2 separate regions of the Bicyclus anynana genome follow, and region 1 is linked to region 2. Evidence: chromatin contacts called from public Hi-C data. All regions are on one chromosome and are shown on one strand. The core of a region is the stretch at or near the end of the contact, and the rest is flanking DNA. Distances in the headings are between cores, read along the strand shown.

What was found. Hi-C and Micro-C count contacts between places; a contact is called where the count stands out from the background.
Region 1: a contact with region 2 is called in a Hi-C map of whole larva, with 4 times the contacts expected there. The contact joins two enhancer-like sites. A contact is called at or near these places in 2 of 2 Hi-C or Micro-C datasets (whole body and whole larva).

Annotation. Positions count from the first base shown.
Region 1 is chr23:4,015,309-4,022,006 of ilBicAnyn1.1, forward strand. The region is part of intron 7 of LOC112048469 (cytokine-like nuclear factor N-PAC); the gene reads right to left. LOC112048468 (leucine-rich repeat and immunoglobulin-like domain-containing nogo receptor-interacting protein 3) reads left to right here. Exons shown (of 5, transcript XM_024085998.2): 2 at 1-1,607; 3 at 1,692-1,839; 4 at 1,912-2,052; 5 at 2,263-6,024. The coding sequence ends at 3,057. Among protein-coding and RNA genes, the nearest start is that of LOC112048468, 8.9 kb to the left of the region's middle. Within about 2 kb of position 2,878, at least 8 of the 8 cell types and tissues checked have open chromatin away from gene starts, as enhancers often do.
Region 2 is chr23:3,965,212-3,972,173 of ilBicAnyn1.1, forward strand. It overlaps LOC112048469 (cytokine-like nuclear factor N-PAC), which reads right to left. Exons shown (of 12, transcript XM_024086001.2): 8 at 851-961. Among protein-coding and RNA genes, the nearest start is that of LOC112048481, 15 kb to the left of the region's middle. Within about 2 kb of position 1,855, at least 8 of the 8 cell types and tissues checked have open chromatin away from gene starts, as enhancers often do.

The DNA.
Region 1 (6,698 bases), core at 1,628-4,127, 51 kb after region 2:
GCCAGCGTGTGCCCCGCGGCGTGCGAGTGCGCGCGCGAGCGCCTGGCCTGCGCCGGCGCCGCCCTGCCCCACGCCAGACTCAGCAGAGCCGTCTTAGCCAACTATGGCCCTTCCCTCCAGGAGATCACGTGGACCAACTCCAACATGACCTCCGTAGACACTAAAGCGTTCGACGGGCTATACAACACCGTATACATCGATTTAAGCAGAAACGAAATCAAGAGAACCGAAAACGGCCTGTTCACGAGTCTGACTCGACTAAAGCATTTGAATCTATCCAGGAATCAAATAGACGACATACCGAGATACACGTTCGCCTATCTGGAGAACTTGGAGTTTCTGGACGTGTCTCACAACAATCTGCAAGTGCTACCGTTCCAGGTGTTCGGGCAGATGATTAGATTACAGTATTTGGATATATCTTATAATAAACTCGCTACTTTCTTAGATTACTATTTTAAACCTAATCGCCAACTGAAAACACTGTTCCTAAACAATAATAGCCTAGTCAAAATTACTTCAAACGCTCTAGTCAACCTCGAGGAATTGGAGACGCTCGATATATCTAGCAACAAATTAGATCATATACATAAATCTCTATTAGATAACTTAGAACAGCTGAGAGAACTAGACCTGAGCAACAATAATTTACAAAACATATCACAAGATGCTTTTAAAAATCTCAATAATTTAAAAACGCTGAATATAGGCGGCAACAGACTGAAAGCGGTGCCCTCGATGCTCTTCCAACATAACGAAAACTTGATAACGATCTACCTCGACCACACAGAAATAGCCGTTTTACAGAATACAAATTTTAAAAGATTACACAATCTGCAGCGACTTTACATTAGAAATAACGCCATGCTGCGTGAAATAGAGCCTTACGTGTTCCTGGACACGCCTGCTCTGACACATTTGGATATAAGTGCGAACGGCTTGACTTATCTCCCTCAGTCTTTGATGAGTCTAGATAATTTAGAAGAATTAAGAATAGGAGATAACCCGTGGGCTTGCGACTGCAGAATGGCATGGTTCGTCAGCTGGATAGAGAAGCGAAAGGAAATAGTGAAATCAGATTTGAGTTGCCGCTTAACTTATCCAAATGACATGTTGACGATTTTGAACAACACAAATTGCAAGCCTCCAGTTTTAATAAATCGCAGTCCTCTGAGTTTGCACAGACTGCAAACCGACGCACGGCTCCGGTGTATATTCGATGGGAATCCGTTGCCATCGATAACCTGGATCACTCCGACGAGAGACGTGTACCATTGGAACCCGGAGCCATCGCTGCCGGACATATTCCATAAGCACGGGATAGCACACGATCAGTACTATCGCCCCATAGATTACAGTAAGTCGAGAGTGAAAATACACGAAGACGGATCTCTATTCGTAACCGACATTCACAGGCAGGACAGCGGGATTTATTTGTGTTTAGCATCAAATCCTTCGGGCAACGTGACCGCAGAAGTTGTCCTGAACATAGATCCGATAACTATGTTTGAAATAAAAATCTACAGTTTGCTATGTGGAGCTATTTGCGCAGCAGCGTTTCTTGGCCTCACGTTACTAGTGCAAGCTCTGAGATACATATTCCACAGGTTAGTTACTATCATAGTAATTATTAAATCGTGTATACGTAAAGATTATTAAAAAATTTAAATGTTAAATGTTTGATATTTTAGATTTCGCCTTTTGGAGACGTGCTGCAGTTGTTGCACGTGCGTCCAAAGAGATGCTCCGCGCTCTCGACAAATCTACCACATGCTCGACAATATCGAACAGTACAAAAGGCAGCAGTTGGAAAAGTTAAGGGAAAACTACGCAGTTCAGGTAAACCTTTTTCATAACTATAATATACTCCTATTTAATGTTTGTATGTTTTATCGATTGTTCTATTCCTAGGTGCATCGGATTAAAGAAAACTGCACACAACAAATGGATTGGATACAAGGCAGTTACACCACTCAGGCAGCTCACTTACGCAATATCAGAGACATTGGCACAAACCATTTGACTGCAATGAAAGATCAATATTATGATCAGGTATGTACTATGAGAACATGATTAATATTTTATAGAATGTTATTATGACACACGTGATTGCGCGGAGTTTTATTTATAGCAATAAATGAAATGACCTTCCAAGAATCACAAAAACACGTTTCTTGCAAAGTTTTTCTATTACTTCCAAGCGTGATACAAAAAAATAAATGTAAAAATAAATTTATAATATTTCCTCATTTGTTTGTGCAGGTGAAACGCGTTCGCGAATATTCCACATCGCAGCTGAATTGGGTGAGAGAGAACTACGTGTTCCAACGGAACAAAATAAGAAAGTTCAGCGCCCACCAGATACTGAGACTGCGCGAATCCTACAAATACCAACAGCAGACGCTGAACAAGGTTTTGGAGAACCTGCCCAGTCTGTACTTCGAGAACTGTCGCAACGGCTCGTGCGGGCGGAGCGACTCGATGCCCTTCGACCCTGACGTCGAAGTCATAGACATGTACCTCAAGACCAAGATCGAAAAGTTGGCCAAGCTTCCCAATCCCGACGAAGAGAGCAAGATATCGATATACTACACGCCCACAGAAAGGTCAGTCAACTCTCGACGGAATTCACCAGTGACTATACCCGACGGGATCCACATAAACATCATAGAGAGAAGCGGGCCGCCGAAGTTGCTGGCGATGATCAAACCCTTGCCCGCGCCGCCGCCCACTGTGGAGCTTCACACGCCGGTCTCCGGATCTCAGTCGCCGTCCAGATCCAAACAAAAGTACAGAGAAGACGCCAAACCTTCCAGCGAACCTCTGTTGGGGCACAGGGAAGACCGCGCGCGGCGCAAGCTGAGGCTGGCCGCTAGCGTCAGTTCCCCCGAACTGTGTCGGGATGTGGAGAAGGAGGAGGCTATGGCGGAGGACAGGGATAAGTCTAGGGTGTTGATCGCGGTGGAGTTGGCGCAGCCGGAGTGCCAGATGCGGCACACGGCGGGACAGTTGGTGTGCGGCGAGTGCGCGCGGCTGTGCGAGAACACGCCCTTGTAGTACAGGCTTCTGACGCGCGTGTTCAAGATCTACGCGCTCGGGCCCGCGCCCGGCAGGTCCGATGACATTCGCCTGTGCGACTTCAAGGAGTCTCCGTCTTACGTGTAACTAAACTCATCTTGCCTGGTATCGGAGTAACTAAACTAACATTACGGTCGAGTGTCGGAACCGCTTGTACTTTTAAGTAAGCTGTGATAGTCTAGATTGGAATAAATAATAAACCGTGTATGTGTATTAGTGACAATTTTTTTTTTCGTTTCTCCTAGCGGTAGGTTAAGGAGAATTGATGCGATCTGTACCATCCCTTAGTGCAAAGGCGGCACACTTGGCAAACGTTGATAGATTTTGATTAACGAAACATTATCTAAAACTAATACTCAGGGATCCCTAGAACATTTTGTACACCAAATTACTAACAAGCTAATTCTTCGTGTGACTATAAGTAGAATTTTGAAGTATAACTTTATTTTACATTGCGTTAGACTTAAACTTTAAAATAAAAGGCATAAGGTCTATTTTAGTAGTACGTTATTCCGATTCAATAGACCAAAGTCTTGAAAAAAAAAATATAATTTACAGGTGTGCTACTTTGTACTATTGTAAATCCGATTCAATTAAGAGTTTATGTAGGTTTTGATCTTGTAAATATCGTCTACCTATTGTTTCTCAATCATTTATTATTTTTTTCCATTTTGATGTATTTTTTAGGGTTAAAGAAAATCTCTTAGAGCGTTATGCATTTTATATTTGTTCGTCTTGAAAATAAAGTAATAAAAAAATGTGTAGTTTAATATGCGAGGTGTAAGGAAGTTGTTACTATAATTGTTGTAATTTATCAGGTTGTTGTAAACTAGTGTATCCAACTAGCCACTGCTAACGTACCAGCCTAGAACATCTACATCATTCATATTCATACACCTAATGACCATGACCATCTATGTAGGGCCTTTGACAATGTACAATCGCGTCGAATACTTTTATCGTAAATATACCCGAATACTGAAAATTTCTATATATGTATTTTTGTATTAGATCGTTGACCTCATTCCATTAATGCGTCGACTAAATTAATAGAATATAAATGTAGGTCTCATTAATATGAATTATAATACAAATCAATTAATGATATATGTTGTAATTGATAAGATTTAATATAAATCAATGAATTATAAGATTTTTCCATCACGAAATCATGGCGAGGGCATATCTACGATAGTTAATTGTTCTTTGCCTCTGACGCGGGAATATTTCGCATTGTGCAAAGGCTTTTAAATATAATTCAATGAAAATAAAAAAAAAATTGGCGTAGCTAGAAGTACGGCTATTAGCCTAATAAATCTTCCCGCTTTTATTTTTGTAAAATTTAAACAAATTATAATAATGAAATTATAATTGTAAAATCTTGTTGAAATAAAATAATTAGATTGATCCGCTGGCGCCTTATTTTGGACTTATCTTCAATATTTTTTTAAATTTTAAACAAACTATTCTTACACAAATATATATTTAAAAAACTCAAGCTTTATATATGCTTGTTTTTTTGTATTGAAGGATTTTTATCCATTCAAAGTAAAAAAAAAAAATAATATCAAAAAATTTTTAGTGGTATACTCTCGCTAACTTTTGACTACTGTACACATTTGCTATTTAAGGCTTTTCTCCACTTTGCAAAGCACTTTAAATTATAAACGAAAATGTTTCCGTCCTTTTTTCACTGCGTTTGTCATATCAATATACTTTTTTAATTTTATTTTTGTAAAATATACTATCAATAAAACATCTCACCCTCCATTAACAAATCATATGACAGGCTATAAATCTAGCTACGCCAATAATAAACTATGAACCGTAACAGATGTACTATATTTATATAATCGAATATATTCTATCGGTTTTACTGCATAATTGTGTTAAGTGTTCAAAATGTGTTGTTGTCTTCCTCCCCATCATAATGTAAAAGGTGACAGCAACAGTTAATGGTTAGTTATGTTAATGGTTTAGAGAAACTATGGGCTCAGGACTTGGTGGATTTATGTATAAAATATATATCAGTGTCCATGGTAACAGAAAATATATTTGTTAAATTCATTCTAACCCAACCCCTTGATATATTTCTTCAAATTTAAATAAAATTTTTTTTTTAAATATTCTTTGAAACGTGATTTTTGGAAATTCCTTAATACAATTTTTTTTACATTTTTTCCGGTTTGGGCTGATAATTTGTCAATCAGACGGAAAAGACAAGTTAAACAAAACTCAATTGGTGGAGTATGCCCAAATAGTTTCAATGCATTGTTGTTATTCATAAATTCAAATAAAAATAAAAATCAAAAACAATCTAAGACAAAATGTGAAGGATAAGTAGAAATATGATAAAAGAGAAGAAAAAGTGGAAACATGTAGGGCCAAACCCACTTGTTAGTGGTATAACTATAAAAATATTATATATATAAGATCCAATATGACACGTTTAAACGATTTGGGCACATTTTAAAAAAATATGACTTTAGTTTTCTTTTTTTTTTAGAAGTGCTAGAAAAATAGTTGAAATAAGTGACCGATGAAAGGTAAAGGGTGAATAATGATGGAAATCAGTAAAAGATAATTATGAGTAATCAATGAATAAGATCCAATATGGAACTCAAACTATTTGGGCAAATTATAAATGAATGAAAATAATATGTGTGTAGCTTTTTACTTTTATAATGTATGCCACAAACGTTGATTAAGACAATTTTGCAGTAAACACCGTATATAATATATATTTATACTGTACACATATATTTTGTGCAAAGTCTTGCAGTGTTATGCCAAAATGCTAACCATACAACAATGATTATAATATTATATTGTATTGTATAATGTTTCTTAAAATATAAAATTATACAATTATTGTTGAAAATTTTCTAAATAATTATTATAAAGGAGAATAAGCAAATCATGAGGAATAAATTATTTTTCAATGTATACTTTTGTTTTAATTTCTTTGAAAATCTATAGTAACAAACTTGGGGTCGGCTTCGCCACCCTATGTTAAGTGTCGGTTAGTTAAACTCAACTTTTGTCACTTTCTTATTATATTTCGAATGACAAGGACAAAACTTGGGAATAAGCTATCAGACACTAATCAGAAAGTAGTGAAATCAGCCCTTAATCTTATTAGATGTAAGCATTGTCGAAACCTCTTTAATGATTAATATCAGTTTAATGATTAATACCATTAATCAGCAACTCTGGCATAAATTTAAAGTTTCCAAACTTCTAATAATTTAATTATGTGTTAATAAAATGTTGTGTTAATTGTCTTTAATGTATGTATTAATTTTATAGGAAAACTACATGCCTTCTGTTTAAATTAAATCATACTAATACTGTGGCGTGCACTTCATAGACACAAAAATGTACTGTCTACCCTGAGGACTCATTATGAACCTAAATCGGAGGATTTCTTTATTTCGTATAAACTGTATGTATAGTGCCTACCCTAGTTAAAAAACCTGGTGCACACCACTGCTAATGCAAAAAATAAGTATTAAAAAAATAATCAAATTATATTGGTTGTAATGGTTATGCGTTTCACAAAGATCACAAAACACCAGCTGACGTATTCACTAGGTTGGTTATTTGTTAGTATAGTATAG
Region 2 (6,962 bases), core at 605-3,104:
TTATGTGTGGAATAATATTCTTTCTTTCTTTCTTTATATGGGATGCGAATCGCCTCCGCCAAGTTAGAACCGCTTGTGGGAAGCCCGATGGAGGCGGATCACACTATTGGACGTCATCGCGGAATCACCCGCATAGTTCTCATTTCCGGGAAAATACAGGGATAAAATATAGCCTACAACCTACATCATTTGCTTTACAACAGTATTCCATTAGTGAAATAATATCGGGTTTAAATTTTAGACGTGAAAGCGTTACAATCCAACTCATTTGTATTTATCACAGAACCTAAAGCTCATTATAATTTGCAAACTACAACTAATTAGTTTCGACGAAAGTTGGTCATGTTTTCCCAGAAATAACATAATTTTCATAACTTCGCCTTCGCACAAAGGCGAAGGTCGAGCGCGACGCATAGCACGGACATGTATAGAACAATGTATGTATCGGCCCGCGGCATCGGTCACACACAAAGGTCACAGTTGACAGGTTTCAGCTAATATCACACCCCGCACCGGAGATTAACATTTATCAACTGGCCTATTCACTATTTTGGTCTTTATTATCAACCTATTAAAATAAACATCAAATCAATTGACAGTGTCATTTACCTTCTGTGTGATATCCACCAGCAAGCACCGGATGACATTAGTTACATAGAATCTCAATTTCGTATATGTCAACTAGCATACGTCAAAGATAGTGAATTAACCTGCTTATCAGTACCATTACATTAAACCGAAATTCAAAATTCATTTATTTCAATACGGCTTAATTTACAAGCACTTTTGAAACATCAAGTTCTCATGAGCCAATGGCGATAGTTAAGGTCGAAAAGTCAAAGAGTTGTACCTCTTTCGCAGCCTGAGGGTCCGCCACGCAAGAGAAGGTGATGTCCGCCTCCTCCACCACGTCGCACGGCGTCACCGCTATCGTGGCGCCCACCTTCTCGAAGTCTTTGCACTGGAACAACAATACATTCTCATTAGAAAAACTCTGTTTAAGCTTCAAGATTTAGGGGGTCAAACTCATATAGCTGAGAATTAGATAGAATTGTTTAAAAAACCCTAAAATCCTGCCAAGATTCAGGGGCCGAACTGATATTACAGGTCTATATTCTAGACTATTGTTGTACCCACTGTTAGCACAAGCCATACGCTTAGTTGGATAGGACTAATAACCTTTTTTTAATAAACTGAAGACCATGACACTGACTCAACTCTCACACCCGTCGGGGTGTAGAAAAAACAGTTCCGGGGACTCAAAGACTGTGGGAACTATTCGCTGCCGTGAAGACGGATAGGAGCCTTGGGTTGGCTTATAACCAAGAATTAGTGCCAAATGGCTGAATAAGTAGAAAATTCGGATTGCCGATGTTTTCCGCGTTAGGCACCCCTGTGGGAAGCCCTGCGGAGGGTGATTGTGGATTTGAACCACAAAAAAGGTAAGGGGGAGTGGATTGTTACCCTGGCTTCTTTAGGGGTAAGGCCACTGTTCTTGTTATGCACGGTAAAACCTGGAAAGACCAAAAATTGTGCTGCAAGCTCCAAGCATACATGGAAAGCAACATCTTATAATAGGCTAGATAAATGGTTTTTAATTAAAGTATGTACACATTTAGATTTATTTACTAATTAAAACAAATTTTAATCAAATAAAATAAATGGATGCATTATTTGAATTAACAACGCCATCTATACCAACCAAACAAAACTATTCAGTTTCACAAGACCGCCGCTAGATGGCGCAGCGCGGTCTCGCGGCCGCGTGTGGCGAATCGATATCCGCGCCACGCGAACGATCGCCGGCACAGCGACGTCAACGACCCCACGCTACAATGGCGGCCGGCCACCGCGTCGAGCGACGCCATTTTGATAACGGCTCATTCCCAACGCACGGTCACGCAATATTGCACACTGTGTCTATCCAATCCAGTTCATTTCGCATTTTGTAATTTGTATGAACCGAACTGGCACTATCGGTCTACGCATTGTTGGAATACGATCTCATATCGGAGCCGGCGCGGCGATACAATATGCTTATGCAGTAGGAGATAATTAGTTTAGAAAATTGCTTAACGAGCATAATTTTCAACTTATTTTCAATTTTAAAGCATAATTTGAGCAAGAATTTTATACGATTAAATAGCTAATATACTTAGTTACTAGTAGAATTTAGTTATCTACTTGAATAACATAACATTTTCAAATTGTGGACTTTGTACGAAATGTTTTAAGTACCTAAGTAATTTATGTACTTACTTACGAGTACATACATACCTACATAATTAAAATTGGGGAAAAACCAAGAATGTAAAAAATTAATTTATTCTTATTCACACTAACCATTATTTATTTTTTCATTTGCGTCGGTACTTTGTAATGTACTTAGGTAAGCAACTACATTACAAATGCTTTTAAAATAACATATAATAAAAGTAATTACTAATTAGCTGATATAACACGTAGGTACACGTAGGTTCTCTTCATAACAAGTAGAAGGTTTTTCTAAAGATATAAAACCGTCCTAAAATTGTGCAAAAAAAACCCTGTGAACATTGGAAAATATCCATCATTGGATTTTAAATTATCTGCAATAGACAGACAGACAAATATTTAGGAAATTAATTTTTCTTATGTCTTTTTTTGTGAAGTTTTTCGAGTAAGTCTAGGTATAACAAATACATTTTTGTTATACCTAGACTTACTTAATTATTTATTGTAGTTTTTGAAAATGCTAATTTTTTACCGCGGTTTCACCCGCGTGGTTCCCGTTTGGAATACGGGGATAAAATATGGCCTATAGCCTTCCTCGATAAATGAGCTGCCAAACACTGAATTAATTTTTCAACTCGGACCAGTAGTTCCTGAGATTAGCGCGTTCAAATAAACAAACTCTTCAGCTTTATAATATTAGTGTACATGTATGCAAAGATTTATGTTGATCGGTTGAGTAGCTAAGGTGTGAAAGACATACAAACAAACAAACATGCGCAACTTTAACATTAGTTGGCATTAATTTAGGACACGCGGTGATTCACTGCCAAAGATTTCAATGTCCTGGATCACCGCGAAGGTTATTTTTATCAATCCGAAAAAATATTTTCTGCCTTGAGCAATGGCAGATGCTTAATCTTAGTTTATAGACAAGGCGCTGTGAGGTATTGAGGGTGCATAATTCGAGGACCGCATACTGTTAAGTTTTAAACTCAGAAAAGCATGCAGATTACGATTCTGCATGTTGCCAAAAGGTTTCTGAGTCCATTCTTTTGTTATACCCTACCATTTGGTGTCGAGGATACGGACTGAACAAATACTAGATTATCGACAAGCAAACAGTGGACGAGAATAGGAACTACATACGTGTAGTCAATGAAGGATAGCAAACTTGCCTTAAATAGAGTTAAAGAAATAGGAAAAGCACAAATCTCCAAAAATTTGCAATTTATTATGGAAAATCGACAATTTTAGATGGTAAGTAGTCGTAACTATAGATGTAAATAATCCTATTTAAAACGTTTTAAATAAAATTCTGCAATTTTAAACCATTTTAAACGGTTTAAAACTGCAGTCGAGTCCAGGAGACTAACGTAAACGAGAGTGCAAGAGTGTGGGTTTGCGATACAATTTAATTAGCATCGTTATATACCAAAAAGTTCATTTACTATTTACCAACACAGAGTTTTTGCAATAGATTTTAGCTAAGTAAGTAAATGAAATAATTAGGTAGGTAAATCACATAAAATACATAAAAAAATGTTTACAATTTTTTAGGTAGGTACTCCCTACCTAGATAAAATCAAGAAAATGTAATTATAGTAAAATAATACGAAGTCATTAAAACATATGGTTTAAAACTGAAAAAAATGTTTTGTTTTTGGGTTTTAAACGGGGTTTTTTTTTTTTAAATGGAATGGTTTAATTGGTTTAACATCCGATCTTACATCTATAGTCGTAACTCCATCGCGTTTCCTTAGCTACGAGGTTCATGTATACGTAATTATAGCGGACGAAGCCGCTGGCGCAATCTTGTGAATCCTAAATAATTAATGTGTAGGTAGGTAATTGGGAAATTCCGCTGCCAGTTTTTATTGGGTTTTTGTTCTTGTGTATTTCTTTTCATTCATTATGTACCTATGCTGTTTTTAATTTTTATCAGTTCGGCTTTTTTGGCCAATTTAACGTACTTCTTCTAAATTTTCGTAAATTTAACTTCAATATTTTAACCAATACTTTTAAGACCTTAAGCTCTAAAGCGCATTTACTTATGGATCACTTTTACCTGGCAGGTTCTTGATTCGATTCGCAGGTCAGATAAATTTTGAAAATTTATATTTTCAAAACTGGTTCAGTAAAATCTCAGTAGCATTCTCGTACCATCGTAGATTTTCAAGGTCTGAGCTGGCTGATTTTCCATAGCCCAGAGCACTTTGTAGCTTTGTTCAATTACTAACTGAATAATTAAATCAATTATTCTCTGTTCCTCAGGAACTTACGCAAATTAACGCCTGCTCATATCAAAATGACGTAACTTATTATTAAAAGAATATACCTATTATTTATTATAACGACTATCAGCAAGTGCCTACGTAAGTTATATAACTTTTAGATTAATTCTGATAAGTAATATAGGCCAAGTATGCTGAATAAATAAACATGAGCTAAAATTATCGCTTTTAATGTAAATTCTCTTCAACGCAGACATCCGTTAATATACATATTTTACAGAAAGTTACATTTTGTGATAATTTATGGTAATGCAATATAATACCGGGCTGATCTTAATGGAGTTCCACTTTATTCAATTTTCAAGTTAAAATTAAAAGTATTGAAATTTAGAGACGTGATAGCCCAGTGGATATGACCTCTGCCTCCGACTCCGGAGGGCGTAGGTTCGAATCCGGCCCGGGGCATGCACCTCCAACTTTTCAGTTGTGTGCATTTTAAGAAATTAAATATCACGTTTCTCAAACGGTGAAGGAAAACATCGTGAGGAAACCTGCACATCAGATAATTTTCTTAATTCTCTGCGTGTGTGAAGAAGTCTGCCAATCCGCATTGGGCCAGCGTGGTGGACTATTGGCCTAACCCCTCTCATTCTGAGAGGAGACTCGAGCTCAGCAGTGAGCCGAATATGGGTTGATAATGATTATGATGATGATTGAAATTCCTCTTAGATACAAGATAGAATAAAAAAACAGCTTAAGGGCTGTATATAGCTTAGAACCATCATCAAAGTATACTATAACTTGCCTAGGAGTATGAAGAATAACTGTGCCAAGTTTCGTTAAAATCCGTCGAGTAGTTTTTGTTTCTATAAAGAACATACCGACTAACAGACAAATTTTACTGATTGCATTTTTGGCATCACTATCGATCATTAATCACGATAGTTATTTTGGAAATATATTTCATGTACAGAATTGACCTCTCTACAGATTTATTATAAGTATAGATAGATAGATTAAGTTCTAAATCTACTCGTATTTTTTTTTTATTCTATACAAGTTAGCCCTTGACTACAATCTCACCTGATGGTAAGTGACGATGCAATCTAGGAAGAGGAGGATGAAAATCCACACCCCTTTCGGTATTTTACACGACATCGTACCGAAACGCTAAATCGCTTGGCGGTACGTCTTTGTCAGTAGGGTGGTAACTAGCCACGGCCGAAGCCTCCCACCAGCCAGACCTGAACCAATTAAGAAAATCTCAATCGGCCCAGCCGAAAATCGAACCCAGGACCTAAGTCTTGTAAATCCACCGCGCATACCACTGCGCCACGGAGGCCGTCAATCATCACAGCGAGTACGTAAAGTCGTCCTTACACCGTGCACTAAATATTTACCTTCACTCCAAACAATAGAGACTACAGTCGTTTGAGAAGAATCTCGAAACAGACTGCAGACGAAGGTCAATGGCAAAGTTTGCACTCAACTCACTCAACTATTATTATGAACACTCACAACAAAGCGATAGAAATGGCGTTTGCTAGCAGTAGTGTGCACTTCATACATGCATTAAAGTACTGCATACCCTAAGAGTTGTCTTCTTAGTGCAGATTTTTCCAGTTTGCTTAATTGTATTACTAGTGCATACCCTGATCGACAACCTTATGCACACCACTGACTGCTAGGCTATTCTGTAACGATGGTTTTATAACTCGCTAGTACGAGTTTCGAATTCACCTCTATCTCTCTCTGTCTAACACAATACTATAGAATGTTTAATTTATTAAATGTTCTTAGAAATTGCGAGCTATACAATACATCGTTACAGAATAGTCCCACTGTACACGTAAATTGTCTTTCTCAAATCAGCAAATACATTAGCGGACGCCTGCACTTCGTATAGTCCTATGAACTGAAATTCACGCGTAGAGTCCTTTTCATGAAAGAAGTCCCTCAGACGTGGCGCTAATGTCTTAATGGCGCTCAGTGTCCTTTGGTAATGGCGGTCTTATTGTCATTTGTGTAAGGCGCTGTCAATTTTAGTTCAGATTTAAACCGCGGGACTTCTTTCATGAAAAGGACTATTCAGTTTTTCACAAACCATGAAATTTTCCTGGATAAAAACACATAGCCTATATATTGCTCAATAACCACCTGTCTTTCAGTGAAAATCCCATTAAAATCGGTCTCGTCTTTCCAAAGAGTAGCCCGGACAAACTGACAGAAAGACAGACAAAAATTTGGAAAGCTAGTTTGTGTTTTGAAAACATCAAAATTGTGTTTCGTCGGCAATACTATTCTCAAGTATAGTCACATAATACGTAATAGTACAAAGATAATTCAAAATGGCGCATGCCATTTCTATCGCCTTCTATGAGCACAGCGCACACGCGCAACAGAGGAAATCTTTTGATGCTAACATTTTTGTTTATGGAACGTGACTGTTTGTTGTTTTTACGTCCACACTGACTTATCAAACAATTTGAACTAACAATTCAAATCACTCCAGTTCAA